2 separate regions of the Sus scrofa genome follow, and region 2 is linked to region 1. A link is a contact called in public Hi-C data. All regions are on one chromosome and are shown on one strand. Each heading gives the region's core, a stretch centred on a gene start, on an enhancer-like site or on the middle of the called end of the contact. The rest is flanking DNA. Distances are from core to core; before and after follow the strand shown.

Evidence for each region. A called contact is a pair of places that touch in the nucleus more often than the background predicts.
Region 2: a Hi-C map of liver shows a contact between it and region 1, with 5 times the contacts expected there. The contact joins the promoter of TMX4 here to the promoter of HAO1 in region 1. A contact is called at or near these places in 3 of 47 Hi-C or Micro-C datasets (embryonic fibroblasts, heart right ventricle and liver).

Annotation. Positions count from the first base shown.
Region 1 is chr17:16,799,120-16,806,299 of Sscrofa11.1, reverse strand. It overlaps HAO1 (hydroxyacid oxidase 1), which reads left to right and starts at 3,840. Exons shown (of 8, transcript NM_001243431.1): 1 at 3,840-4,022. The coding sequence starts at 3,886.
Region 2 is chr17:16,877,873-16,885,052 of Sscrofa11.1, reverse strand. TMX4 (thioredoxin related transmembrane protein 4) reads left to right here and starts at 3,725. Exons shown (of 8, transcript NM_001243407.1): 1 at 3,725-4,047. The coding sequence starts at 3,866.

The sequences.
Region 1 (7,180 bases), core at 2,591-5,090:
AGCATTCTGCCTATGTAGTGTATACCTCTCTGCATAAATCTACTTCCTTTTTTTTTTTTTTTTTCTTTCTTTTTAGGGCTGCACCTGTGGCATGTGGAAGTTTCCAGGCTAGGGGTGGAATCAGAGCTACAGCTGCCAGCCTACACCACAGCCATAGCAATGTGGAATTTGAGCCACATCTGTGACCTACAACGCAGCTCATACCAACACAGGATCCTTAACCCACTGAGTGAGGCCACGGATTGAATCTGCATCCTCATGGATACTAGTTGGGTTGTTAACCCTCTGAACTGGGACAGGAACTCCCTTAAATCTACATTTTATCCATCGCTTTGCCTCTCACTGATTTCCTTCTGTACTGAGACATTGAAGAACCTAGACTTTAGTAAGTCCTAGGACTAGATGTGTGGTTTTTAATTAAAAGACAGTGCATTCAAGAACCAATCTAAGTCTTGGCTGGGTTTGAGTCCCAGACTGTGGGTTCGAGTCCTGATCTGAGTTGAGCAGTTTCAGCTTACTAGTCATTGGTGCCTGTGATATTGTGAAGAGCCCCTTCCAGCGCTTTGAACAGTGGGGATGCCTAAGATTCTTCCCGTGCTATACCTCATTGAAAATGAAAAGTCTCTGAAAAGGTTAAAAATGGAAAATAACATTCTTCAAGCACAGTCTCACTCACATCTTAAGATGAATGAGAGAGAAGATCCAGTGTTCCCTTATAGCTCATACTTGAGTTTTCCTTGAGATGAAGGCAGGAGAAGCGTTCCCCATGGTTTGGAACAAGAATTGTGGAGACGGCAAGGCATTTTTCTGTTGAACATTGATTTTTTTTTTTTTAGGGCTGCACCAGGGGCATATGGAAGTTCTCAGGCTAGGGGTCAAATCAGAGCTTCAGCCGCCAGCCTACACCACAGCCACAGCCACTCGGGATCTGAGCCACATCTACCACCTACACCACAGCTCATGGCCATGCCAGATCCTTAACCCACTGAGTGAGGCCAGGGATCGAACCTGCATCCTCTTAGATATTCGTCAGCTTCATTTCTACTGAGCCGCAACTGGAACTCCTGTTGAACATTGATTTTGTTGGGATGTTAAGAAGGGGTTAGGAAGTGAATAAAGCTTTTAAGTCCAGGGTAAAAAAACAAAAACAAAAACAAAAAAACTTCCTATTGTTTTGGCCACTGAGAAGGAGAATGCTCTAAGCCAGCCATAGACGTCATCGCCTGGCCATTTCTCATCCTCATCTTCCCAGACGGACTGGGCAGGGTGAGCGGATGGGGGGAATGTAGCCTCTAGCAGCTTGAACAAGGCCTGAACGTGTCCTGTTTTGCCCTCACAATCTCACTTCACAGAGTCCTAGTGAATTTTATAGAATGTATTGTCTCAGAAAGAATGTGAGGTATTTAAACAACGTAATTACCACAAATTAACAAAAGCTGTTCTAAACTCAATCACTTCTTTTTGTTCTCTCCACCAAGAGATTAATTAAGCAATGTCAGGACTATATTTAGCTTATCCACTAAGCTGGTTCCATACTCTAAATCATCTGTTGGGCTGCAGTTGTGCCGAATAAGAGGGGATTTTTTTTTTAATTTTTATTTTTTATTTTTTATTTTTTTTTTGCTTTTTAGGGCCTTGCCTGTGGCATATGGAAAATCCCAGGCTAGGGGTTGAATTGGAGCTGCAGCTGCCTGCCTACACCACAGCCACAGCAATGCGGGATTGAGCTGCATCTGCAACCTATACCACAGCTCGTGGCAACACCAGATCCTTAACCCACTGAGAGAGGACAGGAATCAAACCTGCATCCTCATGGATCCTAGTTGGGTTCATTAACCGTTGAGCCATGAAAGGAACTCCGGATTTATTTTTTTTAATTCAAATCTCTCTCTCTCTCTCTTTTTTTTTTTTTTTTTTTTTTTTGTCTTTTTGTCTTTTCTTGAGCGGCTCCCTCGGCATATGGAGGTTCCCAGGCTAGGGGTCGATTCGGAGCTGTAGCCGCCAGCCTACGCCAGAGCCACAGCAACGCTGGATCTGAGCCGTGTCTGCAACCTACACCACAGCTCATGGCAACACTGGATCCTTAACCCACTGAGCAAGGCCAGGGATCGAACCTGCAACCTCATGGTTCCTAGTCAGATTCGTTAACCACTGAGCCACGACGGGAACACCTTAATTCAAATATCTTTAAAACTCTTCACTGGAGCTCTCCTGTGGTACAGCAGATTAAGGATCTGGTGTTGGCATGGCAGTGACTCAGGTTACTTCCGTGATGTGGGTTTGATCCCTGGCCTGGGAACATCTGTATGCCAGGGGTGCAGCCAAAAAAAAAAAAAAAAAAAAAAACCTGCTTCTATTCTCTATCCATCTTTGGCTAGCAGTTGTTCTCAAATAATATCATGTATCAGAATCACTTGGAAGGCTAGTTATAGCACAAAAGGCTGTAGAGTTTCTGATTCAGCACAACTGGGGTGGGGCCTGAGAATCTGTGCTTTTAACAAAAGTTCCCTGGTGAGGCTGATTGTTGCTGGTCCAGGGCCACAATTTGGGAAACACTGGCCCTTCAATTCCTTAGTTAACACTAGCACTTGACCTGCTTAAGTTTCATTCTGGAGTGTTAAATTGTCTCTGCATCAAAATTACTTGAGTTGCAAAGTGCTAACAGTTTTAATAACTATAGAAGTTGCAAATAAATGAATAGGTTTCTAAAAGGTCATGCTTTAATCTGCAACTTTTGATCAGTTCTCACAGGAAGTAAGATCTCAGACCAATTTTTATAATGATTTTCTTAGCTGTGCAGTTGAGTTTTTTCTTCTAGAAAGGATTAATGGATTTTCACTTTCCAATAGTATTTCTGAGGCCAATTTAGCTATCATTGAACTGAAGCAAAAAGCAGGCATCTGTGAACTTTGGAATAAACCGATATTGAATTCAATGCTAATCCTAACAGCTGTAAGGTCTTTAATTCCATTAAGGGGTAGTGAGATGGGAAGGAAAGGCAGCTAATACAGGATGAGTTACCAACCAATGGCATTTGTGGGCGACTGAAGCCTGCACCGTAGGATGCACATCTAGGAGTTAACTGCCAGAGGAGTGAGGAATTTCGTATTTATACACCAATTCCCTTAAGCTCTTGGTGTAGGATTGTTCCATGGAGCATTGAGTCCACAGCACTTTAGCCTGCCATGTGGATGGAAAAGTAGGCTCCAAGTTCAAGAGAACATTCTCATACAGGTGCAGGCAGTTGGAATTCAGCAGTTGAATAGCTGGTGAGCCACTTTAAGTGGGGGCTCCCAGGTGGAAATCCAGGACTGACCGATGTCAAAGCCATTGCTATCTTTCTTCTTCCCTTCCTTCCTCCTTTCCTTCTTCCTTCCCTCCCTCCCTCTCTTCCTCCCTTCCTTCCCATCCATTTCATAGGCTCTTTTTCATATATGTGCATGATCCAAATTTGGGAGGAAAATGAGTGGATGGCACATTCTGGGTACCAATTAAATAGCCAAGTCACACACCGTGGGAATGAAGCAGCCTTAGGAAGAACTGAGCCAAGAGGGGTTTCATGCAAGTACTTCTCTAGGTCTTTAATTTTTGACTCATTCTTATGCCTTTTTAACATGACAGACACCTAATCCCCTTCTGCTGCCTCTCCAGCCCAATTTTTTGTGGCTTAGGTGTACCTGCTCTTTGGCAGACAGCTGCAAAAGAAATTTCAAAGTCTAAGCATATGTTTGCTCACTTACTGTAAGCAACAGAGAAGGAAATCTGAACTTTGGAAAAAGTCTATTAATAATTGACAAATAGCAGAATTGTCAGGATGTAGAAAGCAATACAGAAAAAAAAAAAACAAACAAAAAACCATCCTGGCGTTTGCAATAACCCAGGAAAATGTTCACCCGGCTTGTCTGTATCAGTGATTATGAGCAACATGCTAAATCCATACTTCAGAAGTCTATATATGACTATTATAAGTCTGGGGCAAATGATCAGGAAACCTTGGCTGATAATATTGCAGCATTTTCCAGGTAAGAATATTTTTTTAAATCATGCTTTGAGATTACACATGGACATTCTACCAGAGCAAGATCAGTTTCTGTGTTGATAGTGTGAAATTATTTGTCTAGACAATATGCTTATTAGAGAGGGGGCAATTCATGGGGCTGTGAGACATATTGATCTTTAAACTTGTTTTAAAATAAAAATATCCCAAGCCTGGCAATCTTGGACAGCTGACAGAAAAAAAAATCTAACCCTAAGTTTCCTCACTTGAAATGACGTGGATGATTCATTTAACTGTGTATAAAAATAGTGACAGATTCTGACTCTGTTTTCTTTTTCTTTGAGGCTGACAGAGTGTATGTTTATGGTGGAGAAAGCCATTCGTATTAAATGCAAGATAGCCATCTTATCTGGTGGAACCAGATCGGATTGTTCTCTCAAATGTTCTCATCCTTCTGGCTTGCCATTATCATTCATTCTGATTACTATTGTCTAAACTTTCACTTGAGCTTTCAATTGGCCTAAAGAACATTAATCTTTCAGCTTTGCTGTTTCATCTCTAAAGTGCTTCATCTCTCTTCCCAAATTAGTTTTCCCTTGACTTTCATATTTCAAGATCCAACATGGTGGATGTCATGGTTTATGGTTTCTGTTTGTAATAAAAACAAGAAACAAAATAACTCTAAAGGAGTGCTTTTCTCTCAAGGCAGTTAGGAAATGGTTTATTTGCTGGAGCAGGGGAAGAGAGCCTTCAATATACTATAGTCTTTGAAGCTCATTGATCTTTTCTTCCAGCCATTAGTAAAGCCAATGAATGTCATGAGTACTCATTGATGGTGATAAATTAAAGAAAAAAAAGGCAGAAAGTATCCAAAGGAAAGAATCTACCTTCCTCCTTGATTTCTTCTTTAGCCCCTAGAGCAAAATCACTCAAAATCACTTTTCTACTTGTCAACTGGGAGAAATGAAATCATTCTACACAAGGTGGTTGCTGGCAAGCAGACTGATTCACCTGCAAATCAGTGTAGGAGCTTGAGAGTTGAAGTGGGGCCTCCCCTAAACTCCTTCAAGCCTTGACTTTGTCTTGGATTTTCTTTGCAACAAAAATGGCATTTTAAAAAAGCTAGGGGGAGCCATGGGAAGAGAAAAGTTGGCTGAGAGTGGAGGGGCTTAAAATTCTGCATGATCTTTTTTTCCAACCATTATGGAATTTTTTAGATCCTTTTGATATTTTCTGCTCTTGAGAGATGCTCGTTTTTGGACCTGTTTCAGCTGTTCGCCAGGTAGTGTGGTTTGCCTCTTAGTAGTCTCCTGAAAATGACACTTGAACCCAAACAGGTAATTTTAACCAGGGACATTCCAGGCCTTTGACAATCTGATGGCGTTGGTATCTCTTAGCATGACTCAGGTCGAAATACTTAGGTGACCATCTACTCCATTAATATATGATCTTCCTCAGCCTTAATGCCCTTCACCTCACGCTAGTTGATTAATTACCTTACACATTGAGAATCTCAATGGGCTAGACTCAGTACTGCATGCTGAGGATAAAGCAGTGAGTGACAGAAAGTTCTTGTCCACAGGCATTTACATTCCAATGGAAGCACATTGACCTTTGGCCTCCATAATGGTAGTAGGTTGAATTGATGCAAAATGGACATAAAACAATCAGCCCAGTGGGGGCCTCTAAGAGGGAGCAGAGGGGTGCAGCAAAGCAGGCAGACCACCTCTATCCTACCCCAGAAATTCTAGAAATCTTGTGAGACCTAAGTTCTGGTGACTTCCAAGCCCTGGACCAGAAAAGTACCTCCTGCTGGAGTTCCCACTGTGGCTCAGTGGGTTAAGGAGCCAACATTGTCTCTGTGAGGATGCAGGTTTGATCCCTGGCCTCGCTCAGGGGGTTAAGGATCCAGTATTGCTGTGAGCTGTGGTGTGGGTTGCAGATACAGCTTGGATCTGATGTTGCTGTGGCTGTGGCTTAGGCCACAGCTGCAGCTCCAACTTGACTCCTGACTTGGGAACTTCTGTATTCTGAAGGTATGGCCATGAAAAGAAAAAAAAAGTTCTTCTTGGGAGTTTTCCCAGCCCATTCAGCCTAAGGACAGATCTTAGGGGCAGGACACAACTGATGAGAATGAGTTTTGAATGCCACCTTTTCCATGAACTTTGATCCTTGTCTTTTGTTCAGCTTTAAGTGAGGGAAAATGTCTTAATTTTCTCTGGGGGAGGGCAGATGATATTTTATTATCAAACAGCTGAGGAGTTTTTATGGCCTGTACAAACATTGCCTATACCATCTCAAATCCTCTTTTGCTGGGTCACGCCTAACCCTGTATCAGCAAGTTGATCACAGGGAACTAAAAACAGAGCTTCTGTCGTGGTGGTAGGTCTGGTTGTTAGGTTGAAGGCAATCAATCTGAAAGCTCTCATTCTGAGTCACATGAAATCTGCAAAGCAGCCAAACCTCAGCTCACCCATTGTGACACAAGGACAGGGTATTTTAAAGACATTTATGCAATGTACCCACCTCCCCATCCTACACGTACAAGCAGAGGTCAATCACAGTGATCCCTTTTATTTCTGCATGCGGCTCTGACATGACCAAGCAGTGACCGGGGTATGTTTCTCAGTAAGCTTGGGGCTTTGACACTATTGTGTCTGCTCCCCAATATAAAAAAAGGACAGAAAAGGTCAAAGAGACAGAACCACCCAGAAGAACAGAGTTTCCTCTTGCAAACATGACAAGAACAGAGAAAATGTCAGCTGGCGAAGTTTTGCTTGGACTGACCTGATTGGAGTTAATTTTCAAAAGAACAGTCCTTCGATTCTCTTACACATTAACTCAGAGTATCTTTCTAAACCATGGCCTGTACATATTTTGTGGCTTCTTGGGAAATTATCATTGGTGGAAAATAACTCTCCAATGTGGGTGTTCTAATAGTTCTCCAATTCAGGACTTCAAAGTTCTGTGATATTGGAACTTTTTCTCTTCTCATCCACGGTGTGTCACTTAGTGACACTGAAAACTGCGTAGTTTTCTTTGAAACAAACAGATGATAAAAGAGAAACCATTCCCCCTCTTTCATATTTGAGAAGAAATATACTCTCACCAGCAGCATCATCAGTATTCTTTTCATAGGTGTAAGTGTCACAGAACCCTTCAGCTTGTTTGCGCAACAGGTGA
Region 2 (7,180 bases), core at 2,476-4,975, 79 kb before region 1:
TGCCAATTTTATCAAGGTCTTTGCTTCTTACCATCTATTTAAAATTTCTACCATTGGAATATTTATTGTTATCTTGCTTCATTTTCCTACCAGGAACCACGTATTTTTGTGTAACTAATAAAAGATATGTTCACATATTGAGATATAGGGAAGTCATTGTGGCTTATACATGAGTTAAATTGAATTTTATGCTAACTAAAACAGCCTGTTGGTGGCCCATCAATATACACTGTACATCTGCTTTCATTATTAAAGAAAAGGGCACATTGACCAGAAGTAAAGAGGATGTCCATGTTAAAAATAAAGATTAAATACCCCTCTTCCTGGGATGGCAATGCTGGTGCTCTTTCGATGATGAGATTCACTTCCCACGTGTCAAGGTCATACAGACTCTCAGTGTCTGATGTTTATGCCGGTCTGTTCTTTCCTTCCTTCCTTCCTTCCTTCCTTCCTTCCTTCCTTCCTTCCTTCCTTCCTTCTTCCTTCCTTCCTTCCTTCTTTCATCTTTCTGTCCTTTCTAGGGCCACGCCTGCAGCACATGGAGGTTCCCAGGCTAGGGGTCAAATCGGAGCTGTAGCCACCGGCTTACACCAGAGCCACAGCAATGTGGAATCTGAGCCTGGTCTGCGACCTATACCATGGCTCACAGCAACGCCAGATTCTTAACCCACTAAGTGAGGCCAGGGATTGAACCCGCAACCTCGTGGTTCCTAGTGGGATTCGTTAACCACTGAGCCACAATGGGAACTCCTCTTTCTTCTTTCTTTTCTTTTTTTTTAAATCTTTAAGGAATGTAACCCTGACTTGTTCAATGTTCTTTGTTCTAACAAGACATAAAACTGTGCTGAAAATCCTGCTTCTCTGGAGCAGTTTCTCGGAGAAATCTGGGAAATTGGCTTCAGGGCTAGTCCTTGGTTTGGCTCAAATAAAACTCTTTTCTATTCTCATTGTTGATTGTTTATTGATTATTTTTGGCCACATAACCATTGCTGCCCCAGAGTGCCACCACTGGAAACTTCTCCAGGGAAAAAAGCTCATTCTCCCATTGTTATGTGCCCATTTCCTTTAAACTGTGACCCATGCTTTAAACATGAAGAGGATTGAGCACTGACCTAGGAATTATAATTGTATTGCTTAATCTTTACAGACACCCAGAGTTCCCGTTGTGGCTCAGCAGGTTAAGAACTCGACATAGTGTCTGTAAGAATGTAGGTTTGACCCCTGGCCTGGCTCAGTGGGTTAAGGATCCAGGAGTTACCACAAGCTGTAACATAGGTTGCAGATACGACTTGGATCTTGTGTTGCTATGGCCGTGGTGTAGGCTGGCAGCTGCAGCTCCAATTCCACCCCTAGCCTGGGAACTTTCATATGATGTGGGTGTGGCCATAAAAAGAAATGGAAAAAGAAAAAAAATAAAGAAATGTCATTAAAAAATATCTTTACAGCCACCTTCTGCAGTAGGTTCCATTATTACCTGTATATGAAAATTGGTGTTAACTTTTTAGCCCCAAGTTACATAGGTAGGGTGTTAGGCCAAGGTGCTGTACTCTGATCTGTACCACCCCACTGAAAACTCGATCCCACATATTCTTGTTATATTCCTTCTTGTTGCCCCTAGTCTGATGGCAAAGAAATGCAGCCCTTGAACAAACATTTTGTGTTAGAAATAAGGAAGAGCTTCAGCAATGATACTCTCTCTTTCCAACCTTTTCATTTTGCAAATTTTCCAGCCTACACAAAAGTAGAGAGAATAGCAAAGATGAACTTAGATTCAACATTGATTGATGTTGTGCCACTTTTCTTTAATCCATCCTCCTTCCACCCTCCCAAATTTTATTTCTGGTGTATTTTAAAGTGAATTCTAGACATCATATTATTTTACCCATAAATATTTCACTGTCTGTAACCAATAAAGACTTTTAAAATGTAATAATAACATAACCATTATCACACCCAGTGAAATAGTAATTCCTTAATATCAGATCCTATTTCCAAAAATGATATCATATACAAAAACTGTACTGAAAAGAATGATAGAATTTCTGTACATATTATTTGTTTTTAAAAGCAAAATAAAATGTTTCCCACTGAGTTTATAGGATTGATCTGTATAAAATAATAGTGACTTTTTTTTTTTTTTGCCTTTTTGCTATTTCTTGGGCCGCTCCCGCGGCATATGGAGGTTCCCAGGCTAGGGGTCCAATCGGAGCTGTAGCCACTGGCCTACACCAGAGCCACAGCAACGCGGGATCCGAGCCGCGTCTGCAACCTACACCACAGCTCACAGCAACGCCGGGTCGTTAACCCACTGAGCAAGGGCGGGGACCGAACCCGCAACCTCATGGTTCCCAGTTGGATTTGTTAACCACTGCGCCACGACGGGAACTCCAATAGTGACTTTTAATAACATTTACTGCAAGGATATTTTCCAAATTTACAGTGATTTGTAAATTTGGGTCTTATATTTGGATGATAAGGGCTGGCTCCACATGGAACTGAGCAACTACTAATTAACACCTATTTCAGGTATGATCTCTGCAGGCAAAATTCATCTTTCTCTCCTGTATGTGCTGATTGAAGATTGATCTCATGTGCACTGCAGTACTTTTACTTGTACAGTTGTCTTTGGTTCAGTCCCAGGGCTGAAATAACACTTTTTCACAGAGATATTGCTTTGCACATCTAATAAGTTCTTATAAAACACATTTTGAATAATCTCTCCCTCTAATTGTAATTCAGTCATACATACTAAGGTTGTGGTGGTCTCAAGATACAAATGCATCCAATGCACATCTGTAAGGTGATTTGGAAATCATTTAAGGCTACTCTCACTTTAGATCTGACAAAATTGTTGTCAAGAGAAGAAAGGGGTCCATTTTATTTCAACTGGCAATATCCTTATCAACTGACTTATTTTTTCTGTTAGTGTTCGTGTTTTAGACTTCTTATGAATTTAAAATAATTTTGTAAAAAAATGCAATCACATGCTCTAGTTTCATTATCTCCAATGGGCAGTACAACTGCAATATATGCAAAGAGTACTTAAAATTTTCTCTTCCTTTCAGCAAGAGTTGACCAACATGTCCCTTTGTTTTTCCATTAATTTTTTTACTTCGGAGTCCATTGTTATTTCTACTACTGTTGAATAGGAGATCCTTTTTTTTTTTAATTTAAAATTTTTTTACATTATTTATTTATTTAGTCTTTTTAGGGCTTCACCTGGGGCATATGGAGGTTCCCAGGCTAGGGGCTGAATTGGAGCTGTAGCTGCCGGCCTACACCACAGCCGCAGCAACATCACATCCAAGTCGCGTCTGCGACCTACACCACAACGCTGGATCTTTAAGCCACTGAGGAAGGCCAGGGGTTTTACCCCAACCTCAGGGTTCCTAGTCGGATTCGCTTCTGCTGTGACACAAAGGGAACTCCTTTTTCTTATTTTTATTTATTTAGTCTTTTCAGGGGGATGCATTAAATTACAGGCCATGTTTCTGTTTTGAAAAACCAACACGCGCCAACCCCCCTTACTGGAACCTGGGCACACTCTGGGCAGGTTCTAACTTAAGCAACATCAGGTCATCTGTTTATTTTCAACGCCTCGGTGGAGAAGAGAGGTCGTTGCCAAGGCAACTGACGCCCGGGGCAACAACGAGTCCAGGCGGGAGGGGGCGTGGCCTCGGCGGGCCCAGGCCCATAAGAGGCGGTGCCGACCGGCCGCCCGCGTCTAAAGCTGGGCCGGTCGGCGCGGGTGGGAGGAGGCTGGGCGTGCTGGCCTCCGTTCGCGCTGCCTGGGAAGGCCGGGTCGGCGGGTCCGCCGCGCCTTTTTCCAGCGCTCCTGTCGTGGAGCCTCGTTCCGCGCCCGGACATGGTGGGCGGGCGCCGCGGCACGCTGCTCGCGGCGCTCCTGGCTGCCTGGGTCGCGGCGGCGGCGGCAGAGGCAGAGGCCGGCTCGGAGCAGGCCGCGGTACCGGAGGAACGGAGCCTGGTACGGCCCATGACCGCCTCCAACTGGACGCTGGTGTTGGAGGGCGAGTGGATGCTTAAATTGTGAGTGTGCCCACCCGTCCCGCTCGCCACACCGTCGTCGCGGGCGCCAACCTCCCAGAACCGCACGGGCAGCTCCCCCACCGCACAGTCGGCCTTGCTGGATCTCGGGCCCCCTACCCACCGGGTTTAAGACCTGCAGCGCCAGGCCCCGCTGCGCGCGTTGCGCATGCGCGCCAGGCCCTCCGCGGTGAGGGCTGCGGTATAGAGCATCCCCGCCCTTGCAGGGATAGTCCCCGGCTTTGGGAGGAAGTGTTTTAGGGTTGGGCTGTGTGAGCAGTTTACCAAGGGGAGAAAGGGGAACAGAAAATCTGCAAGAATATTGCGTGCTTTCTAGAAGGGTGTACGTAGAGGAGAAAGGGCTCTCTTTCAGTGACACGTGTACCGAACAAATACGTAGCACTGACTTGGCAAGGTACTTGTTGAATGAATAATTGCAGCACCGTGAAGGGCAGACCCAGGCTGTACAGTCTTCCAGTCTTCATTTTGAAGACCCTGAGATTTTGTGAAAAAACGGAAGGATCGATGCCTTAGAAGTTTTAAAACAAGCTTTCAAATGAATGTTGTTATTTGTTACAGTTTTTAGAGGTGGGGCCTTCTGGGTAGATGTCATATCTTAATTGTGCTAATGTCAAAGAAAAGGACATTAATAAATTTCCCCTTTTGAACAATAGAAGATAAATATTGGGTAGTGCTTTTGCTTGTAGGAGGTGGGAAAGTGCAGTTTTCAGTGAGGATCGGGGAGGATTTGTTCATCCTAGCTAAAAAATAACTTCCTCTAGAAAGGAAGTAACTCTTTGAAAACGGCTTGAAGTAGGCAGTGGGCAGATGTCTGAATAAGCTAGAGACCATCATGGGGGGCTTGTAGGAGAATGAGGGATGGCTGGAGAAATGACCAGCATGATTTCATCTCCTTAGCCTGTGGTTTTCAGAAGATAGACATACTTGATTCCCATTATTTGTTAATTAATTTTACCTTGAGGACACAGAGTCTCATAGAATTGAATTTTTCCTTTATTTGTCTAGGCCTACATTTTGATTCTTTGAATTTAGATTGCAAACAGATTATTTCTATAGAATGAAAACCTCAGTTTCACTCAGGGCAGTCAGTCACTTAGTAGATCATTATGTTCAAAGAACGTAATGCTCATTACCCCTTCAAACAAATATTTACCTTTTGGTCACAAAGAAAAAGGCATTTTTTTTTTAAAGATTTTTATTTTTTCTATTATAGTTGATTTACAGTATCTGTCAATTTCTGCTGTACAGCAGAGTGGCCCAGTCATACACACACACACACACACACACATACATATACATACATATATACATTCTTTTTCTCAAATTATCCTCCATCATGTTCCATCATAAATGACTAGGCATAGCTCCCTGTGTTATACAGCAGGATCTCATTGCTCATCCACTCCAAATACAATAGTCTGTATCTACCAACCCCAGACTCCCAGTCCATCCCACTTCCACCCTTCCCTCCTTGGCAACTTTTAGACCTCAAAGTAAAATGCCTTTGGTATCATGATAAATCAATGAAATTGCTGAAGAGATCTGTAGACATGAAGCCCTTATTAAAACAAACTGCTTGGAGTTCCCGTGGTGGCTCAGTGGTTAACGAATCCGGCTAGGAACCATGAGGTTGCGGGTTCGGTCCCTGCCCTTGCTCAGTGGGGTAAGGATCCGGCGTTGCCGTGAGCTGTGGTGTAGGTCACAGACGCAGCTCAGATCCCGAGTTGCTCTGGCTCTGGCATAGGCCGGTGGCTACGGCTCCGATTAGATCCCTAGCCTGGGAACCTCCATATGCCACAGGAGTGGCCCAAGAAATGGCAATAAAAATAAATAAATAAAATAAACTGCTTAACTACTTTGAACTCTTTCTATTTAAGAGAGAAAATTTTAAAGTGAGCATGGCTGTACTGTCGTGTTTCTAATAATTATAAGAGTTCCAGAGAGACTGCATTTTGTCAACTACTACTGTAGAAATTTTTTTTCAAGAGATACTGAAATGGAGTTTTTCCCTAGGTGTCAGTTTTCTGATTAAAACTGAGTTTGTGTGTATTCATGACAAAGGTCAAAGCAGAAAAGACTCATTAGTTTAATGGCCTCAGCTTCTTTATAGTTCCTAATACTATGTTTTTTTGTTTTGTTTTGCTTTGTTTTTAAGTAAAACCCAACACTAAAGATCAGGTAAGTGTAAGCCAAGTTAAGATTATAAGTGAGCAACAACCAACAACTTTTATGTTTGCTATGTTGATGGTTCAAATTTTACTTCTTCGTAAATGTGCAAGCCTAGGTGTAGTAATCAGTTTCTCTAAGTTTGCTCTGTGACCATCGGATGGAGTATGTTTGGCCTTTCATGCCAGGCGACAGTCACTTGTAACCGGAAATAAGCTGTATAAACACTTGAGATTTTTCTAGTAGAAGTTCTCTTTTCATTGAGTACAGTTCGGAATAGGTTGATACGAAGCGAGGCCAAGAAAGTAAAGGATTTAAACATAGCATCCAAATTCCAGAACCTCAGTGTTTGTCCTGCAGAAATACTGTGGCTATTTATTGGTGATACTCCTCTTCCCTTTGACAAAATCCAATATGTAAAAAAAAAAAAATGAAATTTTATCTTCATTACCACTAGAGGCCTACTATCAATTTCTAGAAATTCATTCAAACATCCAATAAGTTATCAGATTTTTTTTCAGGTGTATATAACAGAAAAACAAAATGTCTTAATACTGGCTCCCTTGTTAACACTTTGAACTTGTTAGGGATCTGCAGGTGATATATTTAATTTCTCTAAAGAAGCAAGTTAGGAGGCTTTCTGATATTAAAATTTTAACATTAACTGAGTGACAGTTCTTTATTTATTCATTTGCTTATATACTCCTTCCCCCCTGGAGATTTTCTTTTCTATCCCCCTTCATAAAAAGCTCCTATAGTATAATTGCTAGTTAGGTTGGTATAAGTAATTTATTTTTAAAGACCTACCAGTGTTTTTCCGTTCTGAGACATAAAAAGCCCGTTGCAAAATTTAATTTGTTATATTGTCTTTGTTTTTCAAACAGATTTTTTTGTGTTCTTGTAACTGAATTTTCAATTTTTAAAAAAGCACTTCTCTGTTAAGGAGAAT